Regions from separate parts of the Mus musculus genome. Here regions 2 and 3 are each linked to region 1. The links are chromatin contacts, called in public Hi-C maps. All regions are on one chromosome and are shown on one strand. Each heading gives the region's core, a stretch centred on a gene start, on an enhancer-like site or on the middle of the called end of the contact. The rest is flanking DNA. Distances are from core to core; before and after follow the strand shown. Region 1 overlaps Ptprg (protein tyrosine phosphatase, receptor type, G). Region 2 overlaps Ptprg (protein tyrosine phosphatase, receptor type, G). Region 3 overlaps Ptprg (protein tyrosine phosphatase, receptor type, G).

Evidence for each region. Hi-C and Micro-C count contacts between places; a contact is called where the count stands out from the background.
Region 2: a Hi-C map of liver shows a contact between it and region 1, with 2.7 times the contacts expected there. The contact joins two enhancer-like sites. A contact is called at or near these places in 1 of 484 Hi-C or Micro-C datasets (liver) and 2 of 115 datasets of contacts at active chromatin or transcription factors (both in embryonic stem cells).
Region 3: a Hi-C map of Sertoli cells shows a contact between it and region 1, with 4 times the contacts expected there. The contact joins two enhancer-like sites. A contact is called at or near these places in 3 of 484 Hi-C or Micro-C datasets (Sertoli cells and embryonic stem cells) and 2 of 115 datasets of contacts at active chromatin or transcription factors (embryonic stem cells and oligodendrocyte precursor cells).

Annotation. Positions count from the first base shown.
Region 1 is chr14:11,576,656-11,581,598 of GRCm38.p6, reverse strand. The region is part of intron 1 of Ptprg (protein tyrosine phosphatase, receptor type, G); the gene reads right to left. It overlaps Gm52128 (a long non-coding RNA gene), which reads right to left. Exons shown (of 2, transcript XR_003951168.1): 1 at 2,914-4,943; 2 at 1-2,481. Among named protein-coding and RNA genes, the nearest start is that of Gm52128, 6.0 kb to the right of the region's middle. Within about 2 kb of position 2,713, at least 55 of the 459 cell types and tissues checked have an H3K27ac peak or open chromatin away from gene starts, as enhancers often do. A contact at or near this core is called in Sertoli cells and liver, where this site is marked.
Region 2 is chr14:12,069,037-12,073,979 of GRCm38.p6, reverse strand. All of the region lies in intron 5 of Ptprg (protein tyrosine phosphatase, receptor type, G), which reads right to left. Among named protein-coding and RNA genes, the nearest start is that of 3830406C13Rik, 210 kb to the left of the region's middle. Within about 2 kb of position 2,884, at least 34 of the 459 cell types and tissues checked have an H3K27ac peak or open chromatin away from gene starts, as enhancers often do. A contact at or near this core is called in liver, where this site is marked.
Region 3 is chr14:12,017,220-12,022,162 of GRCm38.p6, reverse strand. The region is part of intron 4 of Ptprg (protein tyrosine phosphatase, receptor type, G); the gene reads right to left. Among named protein-coding and RNA genes, the nearest start is that of 3830406C13Rik, 260 kb to the left of the region's middle. Within about 2 kb of position 2,557, at least 8 of the 459 cell types and tissues checked have an H3K27ac peak or open chromatin away from gene starts, as enhancers often do. A contact at or near this core is called in Sertoli cells, where this site is marked.

The sequences.
Region 1 (4,943 bases), core at 1,464-3,963:
ACCACACAGCAGAGCGCTGCTAATTTTGAGCGTGTAGGTTGCCTGGCTGAGGCCAATATTATTAGAAAGTCTAGAGACACAAAGCTAGTAACTTGTGTCATGACAGTTGTGTCCCCCAAAACATCCTGTGGCCTAAGTGTCAGTGGCTCATCATCTGACCTCAAATAACTGCAAACTGAATTGAGTTGAGATGACCTGCAGCCAAGATGATTGGTATTCTTATAAAATGTGGAAATGTGGGGGACACACGCACAGCCATGAAGGCAAACATGGAGATAGTTCTGCCAGCAAAGGTGGCCTATAATGTCCTAGAAGCTAAGACAAGAATTCCACAGAAGCAACCAGCCCCACCCATCCCTTGATCTCAGAAGAGTGAGAGAATACATTTTTTTTTTTTTTTTTGGTTTTTTTCGAGACAGGGTTTCTCTGTGTAGCCCTGGCTGTCCTGGAACTCACTCTGTAGACCAGGCTGGCCTCGAACTCAGAGGTCCGCCTGCCTCAGCCTCCCGAGTGCTGGGATTAAAGGCGTGCACTACCACGCCCGGCAAGAGAATACATTTTGTTTAATCAAGATAATACATTTGTATTGTTTCAGAACAGTGAGATAACGTTTGTTGTTTCTGCCACACCAGAATGATGTACTGCTATGAAGGCCCTGGCTTCACACTAATCCACCAAAGAAGTACACACTGTTGCCTACGTCTTCACTATATATGATTGTCACACCTAACTTCCTGGGCAACAGTCTTGTGACCCTGAGACTTAGACGCAGGCCTCGAACTCACAGAGATCCACCTGCCTCTGCTGGGGTACTGGAATTAAAGATGAGCACTACTCATGCCTGGCCCCCCCAAAAAAAAAAAAATCAATTTTTTTTTTCATTTTTTTCAAGACAGGGTTTCTCTGTGTAGCCCTGGCTGTCCTGGAACTCACTCGTAGACCAGGCTGGTCTCGAACTCAGAAATCCGCCTGCCTCTGCCTCCCAAGTGCTAGGATTAAAGGCGTGCGCCACCACTGCCCGGCAAAAAAAAAATCAATTTTAAAGTGCACATTTTCCAACTTTTTTTTAACATAACATTTTTATTTTTTTATAACATTTGTATTGATTCTCAGGAAATTCATATCATACTTCCCAGTCCTCCCATCTCAGAATCCATTCCCCATTACTAAAACCAATTACTAACTGTGAACAATCACATTTTTCTCTAAAATTAACTGTCTTCCTGCCCAGAGGTGTTTGTTTTGTTTTGTTTTGTTTCTCCAGAACAGGGCACAGGTAAAGAAAATGAGGACTGCATAGCTTACTTTTTTACAGTGTCCTTGGGGGCTGAAGAGAGAACTGGGCAGTTAAGAGCCTCTGCTCCTGCAGAGGACCCAGAATAGGTTCCCAGCAGCCATGTGGCAGCTCAGAACCATCTGCCACTGCAGTTCCAGGGGAATCTCTGATGCCCTCTTCTGGCCTCCTCAGCCACTGCATGAACATGATACACATAGACAAGCACATAAAAATAAATCTCTAAGGAAAACAAATAGGTAAAATAAAGATATTTTCCATGACTTCATTAAAAATACAGTGATGCTAATGTTTTATCAGTGGTTTCTTCAAGCTTTATTCGTTGAGAAGAAAACATAAAGAAATCCTGCATAAAAGTTATCTAAGTTTTGACTGTGATGTAAATGGTAATAAATTTCTTATCAATTATACAAACCAGTTACACAAAGCCGTAAAACTAAGACTCTATAAAGCTGTAAAACTGTACAGAAATGTTCATTTCAGCCATGGTCAATCCTCCCCACCCCTATAAAATAAACAAATGTAATTAAAAAACAAACCAAACTTGTAAATGTTGGAGTATACCTTTAATCTTTGCTTGCTACTCAGAAGGCAAAAGCAAACAGATCTCTATGAGCTCAAAGCCAGCATGGTCTACTTAACTAGTTCCAGGCCAGCCAGGGCTACATATTAAGACCCTGTTTGGGGGTGAGGATAGGGTGAGAGAAGAAAAGAGAATGAGAGAAAGGGAGTGTGTGAGAAAAAAGAAAGAGAGCTAGAGAGAGGGTATGTGTGTGTGTGTCTACTATCATCTCCTCAGGTAACCAAAGAATTTCTCCTTTGCCCAAGTTCTAGCATCCAGTTTCTTCCTTAGAATCAGGAAACTGTTGCCATACATTGATCTCAATGTCCAAACTTGGGGAATAAATGCATCGCTATAAAAAACAGTAATGGGAAATCCCACCGTAACATGTCTAGGTATCTTCTTTGCACAGCTCCTTATGATCAGCTTTCTCCTTTTGCAGAAGTGGGAGTTATGAATCTCTTTAAAGGACTCTGGTGCCCATCAAGGAAACAAACTCCTCACTAGCAGGTGACTCCAGCAAGCACAGCACAAAAGCAACCGGGAGTCTTGGTGTGTCTGTCTATGAAGGAGATGTTACTGTTGCACTCGGTATGCAGGTGCATGCAGCAGATCCAGATGCAAACTGAAAAGCAGACATCATCTGTGTTTTGACTAAATGAAAAACAGCTGTACACAGACAGGCTCTCTCCCTTTTAACCTGGATTAAGAAAAAGTGCCTTCATTTTCCCACAGCAGACTAAGGGTGGCTTTTCTTTTAAACGGTGAGCTAATTGTGACCATTCCCTGTGGAGTTCAGACCTGGCTCTGCTTAGATCAGGCCATTTTGTTGCAACATTGTGTCTCTTCCTGTAAACTATTTCCCTAAGCACACTGGCAGCCTGCCCTGCCATGCTTTATTGATAAGAGCTAGCCTGAAAGCAAGGCATCTAGATTATTAGCAGAGTGTAAATCACGGCCAAGCAAAATGCTATTCAGATCCACCCTACCCCACCACCCAACAGGTGCAGCTCCCTGGCCCAGAGTAAGTGGCAGGGAGCCCCGACTTAACTCTTACCTAATCAACACCAAACACCAGCATCTGGGGGTGGGGGAGAGGGTAAGCGGTCAGTGATTCATGAATTATGGCGGGTGAGGGCAGTTACCAGCCTCTGAAGTTGGCCCTGTCCTATAAACAACCTCCACGTGATAACTCTGCCAGTCCTGTGTGGACTCCTGGGATCTCAGAGGTACAGCAAAGGCGTGCCTTGCTTGCCTGAGGTTACCTCAGCCAACAGCTCAATTCACAGTAGTCTCCGGATGAAGAAATAAATGTCTTTATAAGTAACAAGTCCCAGTGTGCCTGCACAGGAGAGGTGCAGGACTCTGGGTTGTAACCCACCTATCGATGCCCCCCGAATAAGCTGCTTCTTCCACTAGAGTTTAGAACATGCTTTGTACAACCATGGTGCTTTCAAATCCTAGCTCATTTTTCTAATCACTTGAGAACAGGTTAGCTACTCCGTTATCCATGCTTGAGCTGCCGAGCAGGCACGAGGAACTACCTTCTGTGTCCCAACACCCACTTAAAAGCCAGGTGTGTCCGCTCCTCCTAGTGCTGGGGACGAAGAGGCAAGTGGGTCCCAGGGCTTTGTTGGCCAGCCAGTTTAAGTGATCTGTGAGAGCCAAAGTCAAACTCTGGCCTACACACACACACACACACACACGCATGCACACGAAACATACTGGCTTAGTACTTAACTCTGCATTTGAAATGGCATTTTGAAAAATAACTCTAACAATCAATACATATTCACTCCAAGTCACAGTGAGCACCCTGGGATGCCGTCTTAGTTTTTAAACACAGCTGTCTGTCTTCTGTCGACATTGCTGACAAAGCTCTAAATTCTTAAGGGAGAAAGAGAAGCCGTGATAATCCACAAAACTCTGCGTCTTTCCTTTGCCTTGGAGGTCCTGATGAGGCCCAGCTAGCTATTCAGGCATGCTGCTCTCTGTTTTCTTCTGTTTCCCTGACCACTGCCCTCCTTCCTAATCCCCTCCTCATTAAGAATGCCTCCATCAGAACGGAAATGAGGAGAACAGAGATGCTGAGTAAAGCATCGTGTTTATGATGAAACCTTCATTCATCTCAAATTCCTGAAATCGGGCGCACTTTAGCGAAGGGGGAACTGTGACACACCTAATAGAAGGGACAGACTTCCAGAGGGATCAGTTCTCCATGCCTTCCTCCCCCCACGCCATCCCCAGTCTCTCTCTCTCTCTCTCTCTCTCTCTCTCTCTCTCTCTCCCCCTTCCCCCATCCCTAAGCTGACAAACAAAGGCAATGTTGATCCCTGGGCTGACACAGGCATGAGGGGTCTCAGTGGGGACTGATGGGGAAAACTGCAGAGAAGCACATCTGCCCAGATTTGTCCTGACTCTGTGCATGTCACCTTTTCTGTCAAGCCACCACCACAGGAGGCATAGCAGCACACTGCAGGGCGATTCAATGTGTGAGATGTATCTGGGCTCTGCAGAACAGGCTTTTTCTCTCCACAGGCCCTCTCAAGGGACTGGGATGGACTCAGAGGCAGAGGGCTCGCCTACTGTTAGTACCTAGTTTAAGTACAGGCCGTCTTACAACAACCCCTTACACACACACACACACACACACAAATGCACACACAGCCCTACACCATCATCGATGTCAGAGTGAAAGGATGGAAGAAGAAAGCAGGGAAGAAATCAATGGCCGAAAGGTCAGACAACTCAGGGAAATCTGACTCACGGCCTAGGTTATCCAAGACCCAGGTAAAGCCAACATTCCATTTCTACTTGAAGCAGATACTGGCAAATGTACACTCAAGGAGAAGCACACAAGAACATTTGTGACTTGAAACACGGTATATTTTCAACATCGGAATACTACACAGCTATTAAAAGGACTGTGCTAATATATGAAGTAAATAAAGTGGGTTTCTTTTAAACTTGTAAGTGAACAAAAAAAGCAAGCAATACAATGATAAACAACTTTATTGCTTGTATAAGAATTGTCTTTGTGTTCCTATATTCACAAATGTAAATCTGGGAAAATAGCTTCCTATTGCT
Region 2 (4,943 bases), core at 1,635-4,134, 490 kb before region 1:
CAGCTACCCACCCTGGTTATTTATTTATTTTACAGACAGGTTCTCAGACATGTATTCCAGAGATTAACCTTAGGACTCATTAACCAGCAGCTACCCACCCTGGTTATTTATTTATTTTACAGACAGGTTCTCTACAAAGTTCTGGCTGTCATAGACTCATTATGGACCCATGTGGACTGTACTGTTTAGTTGTAACTGTCAACAAACATAATCTACAACAATCTAGAACAGTGTTTCTTAACCTTCCTAATGACATTTAACACTGCTAATACCATTCCTCGTGTTATAGTGACCCCACCAATAAAATTATTTTGTTGCTACTTCATAGCTGTGACTTTGTTAGTAATGAATCATAATGTAAATATCTGATATGTGCAATGCACAAGGGGGTGTGACCCACAAGTTAAGAAGTGCTGATCTAGAATCACTTGGGAAGAGAGTTTTATAATTGAGAGATTGTCTAGATCCTGTTGGACGGTAGATTTGTCTCTTGGGAATTGCCTTGATTGTTAATTGCTGCAGAATGACACAGCTCCTTGTGGGTGGCACTATTATCTGACATGGGATCCTGGACTCTATGAGAGTAGACAAGGCTAAATGAGCACAGCACTCATTTCGCTCTGCTCTTAACTATGGATGTGAAGTAGAGATGAGCTGTGTGCATAATGACTATAACCTGCAACTGTAAGTCAAGAAACCCTTTCCTAACCCAAGCATTTTCTTGTCAAGGTGTTCTCACAACAGAAAGGAAACTAGAACATGTATGAATTTAAAAGGATTGAGTTTATCCACACCCCTGTGACAGCAAATGTGTTTCAGTAAAGACCAACCCAGGACCAAGGGGGTTAACAAGGCACCTCAGTGTCCAGCTGTCTCTGTGGTTCAAATTCCCTGTCAGGTGATAGAAAAGCAGAGCTTCTCGTGACAATAGGATTACACTCCTTCCTGTGTGCTATCACATGCAACAGGATAGAGGAAAAAGGGGACAACACTGAATCTCTTGGACTATGGGGAACCTAGCCTTACCCTGACCTGGACTCTAAGAACAAGAACCATTTTCTCAAATAGATGCAGAGTCCATGAGCTCTCTGTCAGGAATCTTTATTTTCATCCACATAATTCTTCATGAGATTTTAGGCGCCTTCAGCTATGCTGACAGGCAGACAGACCTGAAAACAGAGATTCCGATGTGACCACTGCAAGAATGGACTCAGAGAAAAAGTGAAAGGTCGACATCTGGTGTCAAACTAGAGGTCTGAGTTGCTGTTTTTCTTTCTCACTCTGACATGACCTCTGCCCACAGGCATGGGTGGCTGTATGCTTACATCTCAGGGCTATGTTTCCCACTTAACCTTGTAGTTAGTCATTCTCTCCAAGGACACCAGATGGGCCTTTACACACCTGGTTGGCATCATTCCCTGATGGTACTAACTCTTTGACAAGTAACACTTAACAGCTCAGTGAAGCTTTGAAGGCCCATACACTACACTACACCAAGCACCAACAAAGAGCCTCCATGTGAAACAAGCAATTCTCCATGTAGAACTAGCAGTTCTCCTCATGCTGCAGTTCCTGCAAACAGAGCCAGAGCGAGACACTTCACCATAATCACAAACATGTGGTAGCAGTGGGCTGCAATCTAACATCATGGCCAGTAACTTGAGCTACTGCGAATCTTCATCACAAGTCTCCTACGGCCTATATCCACAGTTTCCATCTAAGGCTGACAGCCATTTATTTAGTTCTTCAAATCCTCAAGGACCACAGAGACATGAGAAATACTCTTAAATTTTCATACTCACCATCAGGTAGTGGTGTGGAAGGGCACAGGTGGAGACAACAGTCAGGTCCCTGGTATTTGTTGTTTCAGTTAAGTACAGGGACAGCTGGTATGCAGGGGACGCAAAGGACCCATGAATACCAGCTCAGGGTACTGATTTTAAATGACAGTTTTCCTTTCCTGCAGCATTTTTCGGAGAGCTTTTATTCCACTAAAGCAGCCAGTCTCTAGGAAGATACACTAGATTAGACAGCATTTCTCAGCAGCTGATCAAGGTCAACCAGGTTCGAAGAATATTTCTAAGAAGACTAGAGCTGGGGCAGTCCAGAGCGCCACCTCCAGCAATGGTTCATAGCTTGGAGGACTGAGCGTGTCAGAGTGATTTAACTTCTTGACAGCATGGAGAACCGCGGCAGAGACTGGCCAGAACAATTCTAGGGTGGTGGCTGCCTAAATATTATTATATAGAGTTTGTGTGTATTAAGAGATAGAAGACACTGTCAACATAGCTACACAAAATTTGTCCACACAAGAACCATTTCCCCTTTGAATCTTCCGATCTCCACACTATACCATACTCCAAAGCCCTCACTCTGATCAGCTGGCTTCTAGTAATCCCCAGAGTCCAAGGGGTGTGGCCTCAAGCCTCAGAGCATACAATATTCAGACACTATTCTAGAAGCCTATAAACTATATCTTTTCATTGATCACCAAAATTTATAGCTCTTGAATTTCTCAGAAGCAAGTTTTATGAATGTAGAGAAAATGGGAAACAACCAAAAAGACAAGTAAATGCCCAGGCACTTAGAAATGCAAGTGGATCCTACAGGACAGAGTACCGCCTGCGACATCACTTAGTCTAGAAATACGAGGCCATGCAAATGTAATGCAGGCTGCATGCAGACTCAGCTGCCTCCTTGGGTAGCTGTCCATACACACAGGTCCTAGCTCCTTAAGAAACTTGCAAGGCAAAGCAAGGCCTGAGTCTTGATTTTTTTTTAAGCACCTTCTCTATTGCCAGTTTGCAGACGCTGTTGAATAACTCTCTGCTGAGCAGACAAATGGCTTCGTATTACTGAGTCATAAAAGGATATTTACTTATTTTGCACTCGATGCAGTCATGCTGGTGAAAATATTTGGCACCTGATTACAGAATGTCTGATGTAATCCAGACTAAAGTAAAATCAGTGATTGAGCATGTTGAGAAAAATAGGGCACCAGTCATGAGTTGGTAATTCTATGGCAATTAATTCCTTCTTGTGAGTGGCTTTCTCTTACCCTTTTTCTTCCAGCCGGGGTCCCATCAGGAGACAGAAACCACACCAGTAATTTGAATGTGGAAATTTTAATACAAAGAATTGCTAGCAAGTAAAAACATAGTTAACTATTGAAAATGGGCGGGATGAGAGAGGGCCCTGAAGGGATGTGGAAGTTAGAGCAGAGAGGAGTTACTACCTCTGGAAGAAAGAGAGGAGAAACATGGGAGGAATTCAATACATGAAGCAGCACCTTCCCCCAAGCCTGGGCTACTGAGCTACACAGAAGGAATATTCAGCCTAAAGCAAGGCAGTGGCCAGGAGGCAAGCTCCTGCTGCAGCACAGAAATGGCCCCTTCAAAAGTAAAGAGATGCTAAGAGGGGTGCTGGCCATGGAGGTCGTGGAGAAGTTTACCAGGAAGTACAGGCCACAGCAAATCATAGGAGTGGAGCTGGGAAGAGCTGCTAAGAGTCCTACCAGTGCATGATCACCAACAAAAAGCAAAGAGTCCTTCATCAGGGCAGCTCTAGGTGGGCAGGTGGGTGAGTTTGTAACTGGAAGGAAACAGCTGCCAAATGACAAAATCCACTCTGGAGCGCTTCAGTGAGAATGGAGAGATACCCACTGGCTCATCACCAGCAGTCACCAACAATTCTATAAGGAAATTATTACATTTTCCCACCCTCAGAAGAATGAAAAAGGAAGAAATAGTTGGTAATCCTAGTGGCTCAGGTGAATAAAAAATAATGAGGGAATGACTGAATACATATGTAAAAGGTGCTTTGTTGCTGCTGCACTTTATTTTTGTATAGGAGGCACCTGAGAGTGCGAGTAAGTGCGTGCGTGCATGCTTGTGCATGTGTATACACAAGTGAACAGCTACACATGTGTGTATGTGTTATCTTTAGATGCCAGAAGACAACCCTAGAGATCTTTCTTAAAGCCATGTCCACGCTGGTGAGCAAGCTTCAGGATCCACGCATCTCTCCCTTCCCAGGACAAGCACCATCGTCAAGCAAGCTTTTCCGAGTGAGTTCCCACACAGATCTCAGTATCGCTCAGCGCTCATGACAAAGCTGAGATTCTGAGCCTACCGACAATTCAAATGAAGACATAAGCAATCACAGGCGTGCCAGCTGTATGAGTGAGAAAGACACCCTTCTACAGCCCTCACATTTCGCTTTGTTCTCAGTCTTCACAGGAACGCCTTCCAGGCTTCTAACTTATAGGTAAGAAGACTGTGGTTTAACGAAGAAAATCAAGTTCCTAATGTCAAGAGTAGCTCAACCTCGATAATCCCCAGTGAGGGTAATCCAGCACAGGCAGCTACGACTCTCTTCAATAAGGTTCTCGTGTTGATATGAATGATTTGATTCATCATATGGGAACCAAAAGATAGCTTATGAAGCAGACTGCAAAGAAGACAAACATCCAAAGATTTTCAGACTTACAAAAGGATAAAATTACAATGAAGCTACAATGTTACATGAAATACAAGACCTACCTCTTGCTGTTTTCCCCAGTGGAAAGAGCAGTTTTGCCAAAGGCACTGTAAGGTAAAAGGTGATAGGAATCTGGGGGTGTAGCTTAGAGGTAGAACACCTGCCTAGCAAGAAAGCAGCCCTAGGACTGATTCCTGGCACTGCCACAGGAAGCGGGTAGGATTAAAAGAGTCACAACAAAAACCCAGGGTTAAGACTAGAAGAGAATTATACACACTGTCTAGAAAAGGCAACACCATGTAGCTAGACAATTGATGGAGGGCTCTCCCCCTCTCCCCTGCTTCTCTGGCTAGTCAGGAACACACCAGGACCTCCCTGCTTAATCTGCTGAGATGTTCCATGACATGTTATGTAACTCTGCACCTAGATTCAAGTACCATCAACAAAAACCACTGAGTACCAGT
Region 3 (4,943 bases), core at 1,308-3,807, 440 kb before region 1:
ATGATCACAGTCAGCTATTGGATGGGTCACACGGCCCCCAATGGAGGAGCTAGAGAAATTACCAAGGAGCTAAAGGGAACTGCAACCCTATAGGTGGAACAACAATATGAAATAACCAGTACCCTGGAGCTCTTGTCTCTAGCTGCATATGTATCAAAAGATGGCCTAGTCGGCCATCACTGCAAAGAGAGGCCCATTGGACTTGCAAAGTTTATATGCCCCAGTACCAGGGAACGCCAGGGCCAAAAAGGGGGAGTGGGTGGGTAGGGGATTGGGGGGGTGGGTATGGGGGACCTTTGGGATAGCATTGAAAATGTAAACGAGGAAAATACCTAATAAAAAATGGAATGATAAAATAACAATTGAAATGGTAAATCTTTTATTACATTGCAACTTACTTTAATAAAAAGTTAAGACAGAGCCACTAGAAAAAAGTAAACACAAAATGATCGTCTCAGCACAAGTTCCACACCACGGTGCATTATGATCACGAGCATTTCATTACATTTCCTGTTTCTGAGTGGACACTAACATGATGCTCAGACTGAATGCGATAGTAGCTTCAGCAGGATTTGAGATTCCATATGTGGTGGCTTAAATATGGTCCCTATAGACTTTTGTGTTAGGATGCCTGGCTCAGAGGAAATGGCACTATTACCATGTGGTGCTTTGTTGAACGAGGTGTGGCATTGTTGGAGGAAGTGTGTCACTGTGGGGGCAGGCTCTGAGATCAACAATGCTCAAAGTGCTCCCATTGATGAAGTCCCCTTCTCCTGCTTGCAGATCAAGATGTAGAACTCTCAGCTCCTCCAGCACCACATTTGCCTGGAAACTGCCATGTTTCCCACCATAATGATAATGGACTAAACCCCTGAAACTGTTAAGCCAGCCCTCTCAACCCCCAAACATTGTCCTTATAAGAGTTGTCATGGTCATGGTGTCTCTTCACAACCATGGAAACCCTAAGATATAATACTTTTTTTCTTTTTCAAAAGTTTGGAGTTATGCTTTAACACTATAGGGAAAATAGAAATGTTAAAAAACAAAACAAAACAAAACAACAACAACAACAAAGCCTTCAAAAATGTTGCAAACAATTTTCTTCTCATTCTTCTCTTCCTCCTACTTAATTCTGAACCATTTATTGTTTCATCTCAAGTCTTTTATGGATGGCTTCTCTAATCTCATTCTAGTCCATATTCTCCATGCCCTAAGTTTTATATGAAACATTTTAAACAAGGATCAGAAATGGAACAGCACTGTTGTGAAGACCTCTATACTACCTCCAACTTTCCAGTAGAATTTTCTTCAGACACTTTACCCCACTATCCACCATATGGTCAGACAATGAAGGCTGAACCCCACTGGCATTCTCTGATGCTCAGTCACTGCCAAACTCAGGGGTCCCCAGGTTCTAGTAGATGTCCTGGCTAGAACATTGTGAGACCTTGGAGCAGTGGTTCTCAACCTGTGAGATGCCACCCCTTTGGGGGTCACTTATCAGATATCCTGCATATCAAATATTTATATCACAATTCACAACAGTAACAAAATTACAGTTGTGAAGTATCAATGAAATAATTATATGGTGGGGGGGGGTCACAAGGAACTGTATTAAAGGGTCACAGCATTAGGAAGGCTGAGAACCACTGCTCCAAAGGGAACATCCCAGTGGTAGTTGCTACTAATTTGGAATAAAGTTTAAGGCTGTTAAAAACAACAAGGTGCCAAAGTATTGCTTTATGAAGACAAGAATGCACAGTACACAGACAGCCATTCGTCCCGCTGTCAACTGCTGCTTTCATTATCTATCCTGAAGAGCTGATTGATATATAAAGTGTCCAGAGAGACTAGACGCTAAAGATAATTGTGCTCAAACACATGTGTCCTCAGCTTGTCTCAGATCAGTCATATAGAACCTAACTCCCAGAGGTCTGTACAGCAAGGCTGGTTCAGAATCTCTGAACTCAGCAATCGGCTACCACTGACAACTGTGCTCGCAAAACCTCCTGACCAACACTGTAGTGCACAGGGGAGTTAAAATGGACAGATGTTTAAAACTGGCTGCCTTCACTGGGATTGAAGTACTTGCTGATGTTACAGAGTTCAAAAAAGGACCAGCAATAGTAACAAAAGACTATAGCCAGGTTTGCTGCCAATTACTAAGAGAATGACTAGATCAATTGAAGGGCATTTGTACTGTGGAGTATTAAGCAGAAATGTAAAAGAATGATCTAATCTATACTTTTCAACTAAAGGGGAAAAGACAGAAATACAGAGCGAGAGAGATGACTGATGAGAGACTTAACTGTTGCTTCTTCTGAGATCTGAAAATACAGGGTTGAAATGAAGAAATGACTTTCATAAGATAGATTCTGTACTTTTTACCACATCAATAAAACCTCTCTTCATAAATATTTGAATGGACAAGCACAAGACAACAACCTCAAAGGGAGATGAAGTGGAGCCCAGCCGCACACGGTCATAGGATGCACGGTCAGACAGAACTAGATACAGACATAACTGCAGACCAGTGCAGAGTTCCCATAGAGCTTCTGAGTAACCTTGGGGCAGTCTCAGAGTGAGTACATTCATGTAAACAGTATTTCTAGGAAGACACAGGGGCTTACTGTCTCCCAGAATCACAGAGCATGCTCATGTGGTTACTGTGAATGGTCGGTCACCTAGGAGTTATCTAGACACATGTGAACTCCTCTGTTCTTAAAAATGCAGTATAAACACTTTACAGAGAATTTGACCTTCAGACAACTCACTGAAAGAGGGGCTGTTTTACAATCATTTTAAAGACTAGAAAGGGAGGTTTGGACAGATGAGGAATTACTTCAAGGACACAGCTGGCTTGCTGACTTCTACAGATGAACCAATTTAAACACACACTTCTAAAGGTTCAGAGATACGATCTACATATGAGAGAGAACATTTGGCATTTGTCTGAATTTGGCTTATCCAACTCGAAATAATTATTTTCATCTCCATCCATTTACCTGCAAATATCATGATTCCATTTTTATAGCTGAATAATATCCTATTGAGATCATGGGTCATATGTATGTTCTATTCATCAGCTGGTGGACACGTAGGCTGTTTCCATTTTCTAACTACTGTCAACAGAACAGGACTGAACATAGATGAGTACATATCTCTGCAGTAGGAAGGACATACTGTCTTTTGGAATAAGCCTATGATGGCTACTGATGTTCCACATGGTCGTTTTCTTCACGGCATCCGCACTGATTTCTACAGTGGCTACACCAGCCTGTACTTCCACCAGCAGCAAATAATTGTTCCCCTTTCCCTAGATTCATGCCAAAGTTTGCCATTTGTTTTCTCGGCCTTAGCCATTCAGACTGGGATCAGGGGAGAAAGTAGAACAAAAGAGGTATGAATGGGAAAGTAGCATAAAGGAATAGAGGGATGAAACAGGGTGGAAGGTGGGGAAGGCAGTGTTGGGGGAGGGGGACCTAACACCTAAGTGCACTGAAACATGTATAGAAATGTACCATTCTAGAAGCTTCCTGGCATGTACGTACACATAAAAAGAGTTTAAATGAAGGTACCATATACAGGGAGTATGCTGCTCTCTGACGCTAGAGTCTATCAAATAAAATGCTCAGTGCCAAGTATGGGTTACTTTCTTTCCAGCTGTTAGGCAGAAGGTCATGGAGACCCCCAAAACAATACAGCCAATGGCCTGTGCTCTGGTTACCCTACTGGACTGGATGGGTGTTTGAGTCAGCGTACTCATTCTTAAGTAACAGGACATGAAGAGAATTGAGCTGGCACTGATCTGGACCCTTTATTTCATGCTAGCCTTGATAGTCAGGAGGGCCTATGCATGCTAAAAGAAAGGTAATCGGCAAAGAAAGGTACCGAGTTTGTACCCAGATGTAAACTCTGAAAGCTACCTAAGGACTGGCCTAGCAAGATACACTCAGGGGTACAATGTGGACTGGGTGGTCTTAGAGTTGCCCGTTTCTTTCTGGTTGCATTTAAGACCCACTCCATGGGACGGGGCTCATGCTTGGCACAGCTAACTGAGCCAAGGTCCTGTAGGCCATGGGCTCAAAGGAAGATTTTATTACTTTCATTCTGCTAAGTTGACACAGCATTAAACCATTCCTAAATGGTTACATTTATAGCAACAGATTAAAGCACACCTCTCTCCACAGTATTGTCTTCTTACTGTTAAGGGTGGTGAATACGGAGGCTCTCTATTGGTTGGAGTACAAGAAGAGACTGTGGAACTCTTAACACTTAAATGGGACATTTACATCATAAACCGTCCCGACAATACTCAGCAGAAAAGTTTGCCAGAGCCAGGTAGAGGAGGGCAGTTGTGAAATAGTGATTCCCGCACATGTCAGGGCCTTTGCTCATATGAGCTCAGCAGAAGCTGAGACTACATCAACAAGAGCTACACACTGTCACATCAGCCAAGATGCCAATGGATATAGGAGGGGCTCACAAGATCCCACCCTTCGCTGAGGAACTATTGGTAATTGACGGCTGTTGGGATGAGAAAGAATCAGTTTTCTTCAGATGTGGCCCCATAGGCTGTCCATGCTCCAAAGAATGGGCCAACCCCACGCACATATTGGAAGCACTACCTGGACTCAGGCTTAAAAGGAAATTAGCACACAATATTGGGAAGGAAGAGTGGTTATGGAGTATGGAGGGAGACAAAAGGGAAGGGGTAATCAAAGCATTTCATAACATCATATGAAATTCTCCAATAACTAAAATGCATACAGCTGGCAAGCAGACAAGATCTGCTTCTCCCTAGCAGATCTGACCCCTGGGACACCCCTTCACCACACATTGTGGGACATTTACTGTGGAGTCCCCATCTCTTCACATTATGATGACTGGCAGATGCCCAGATCCAGTTCAGGAAGAAAAAACTCGTGCCCTGGGATCAAGGT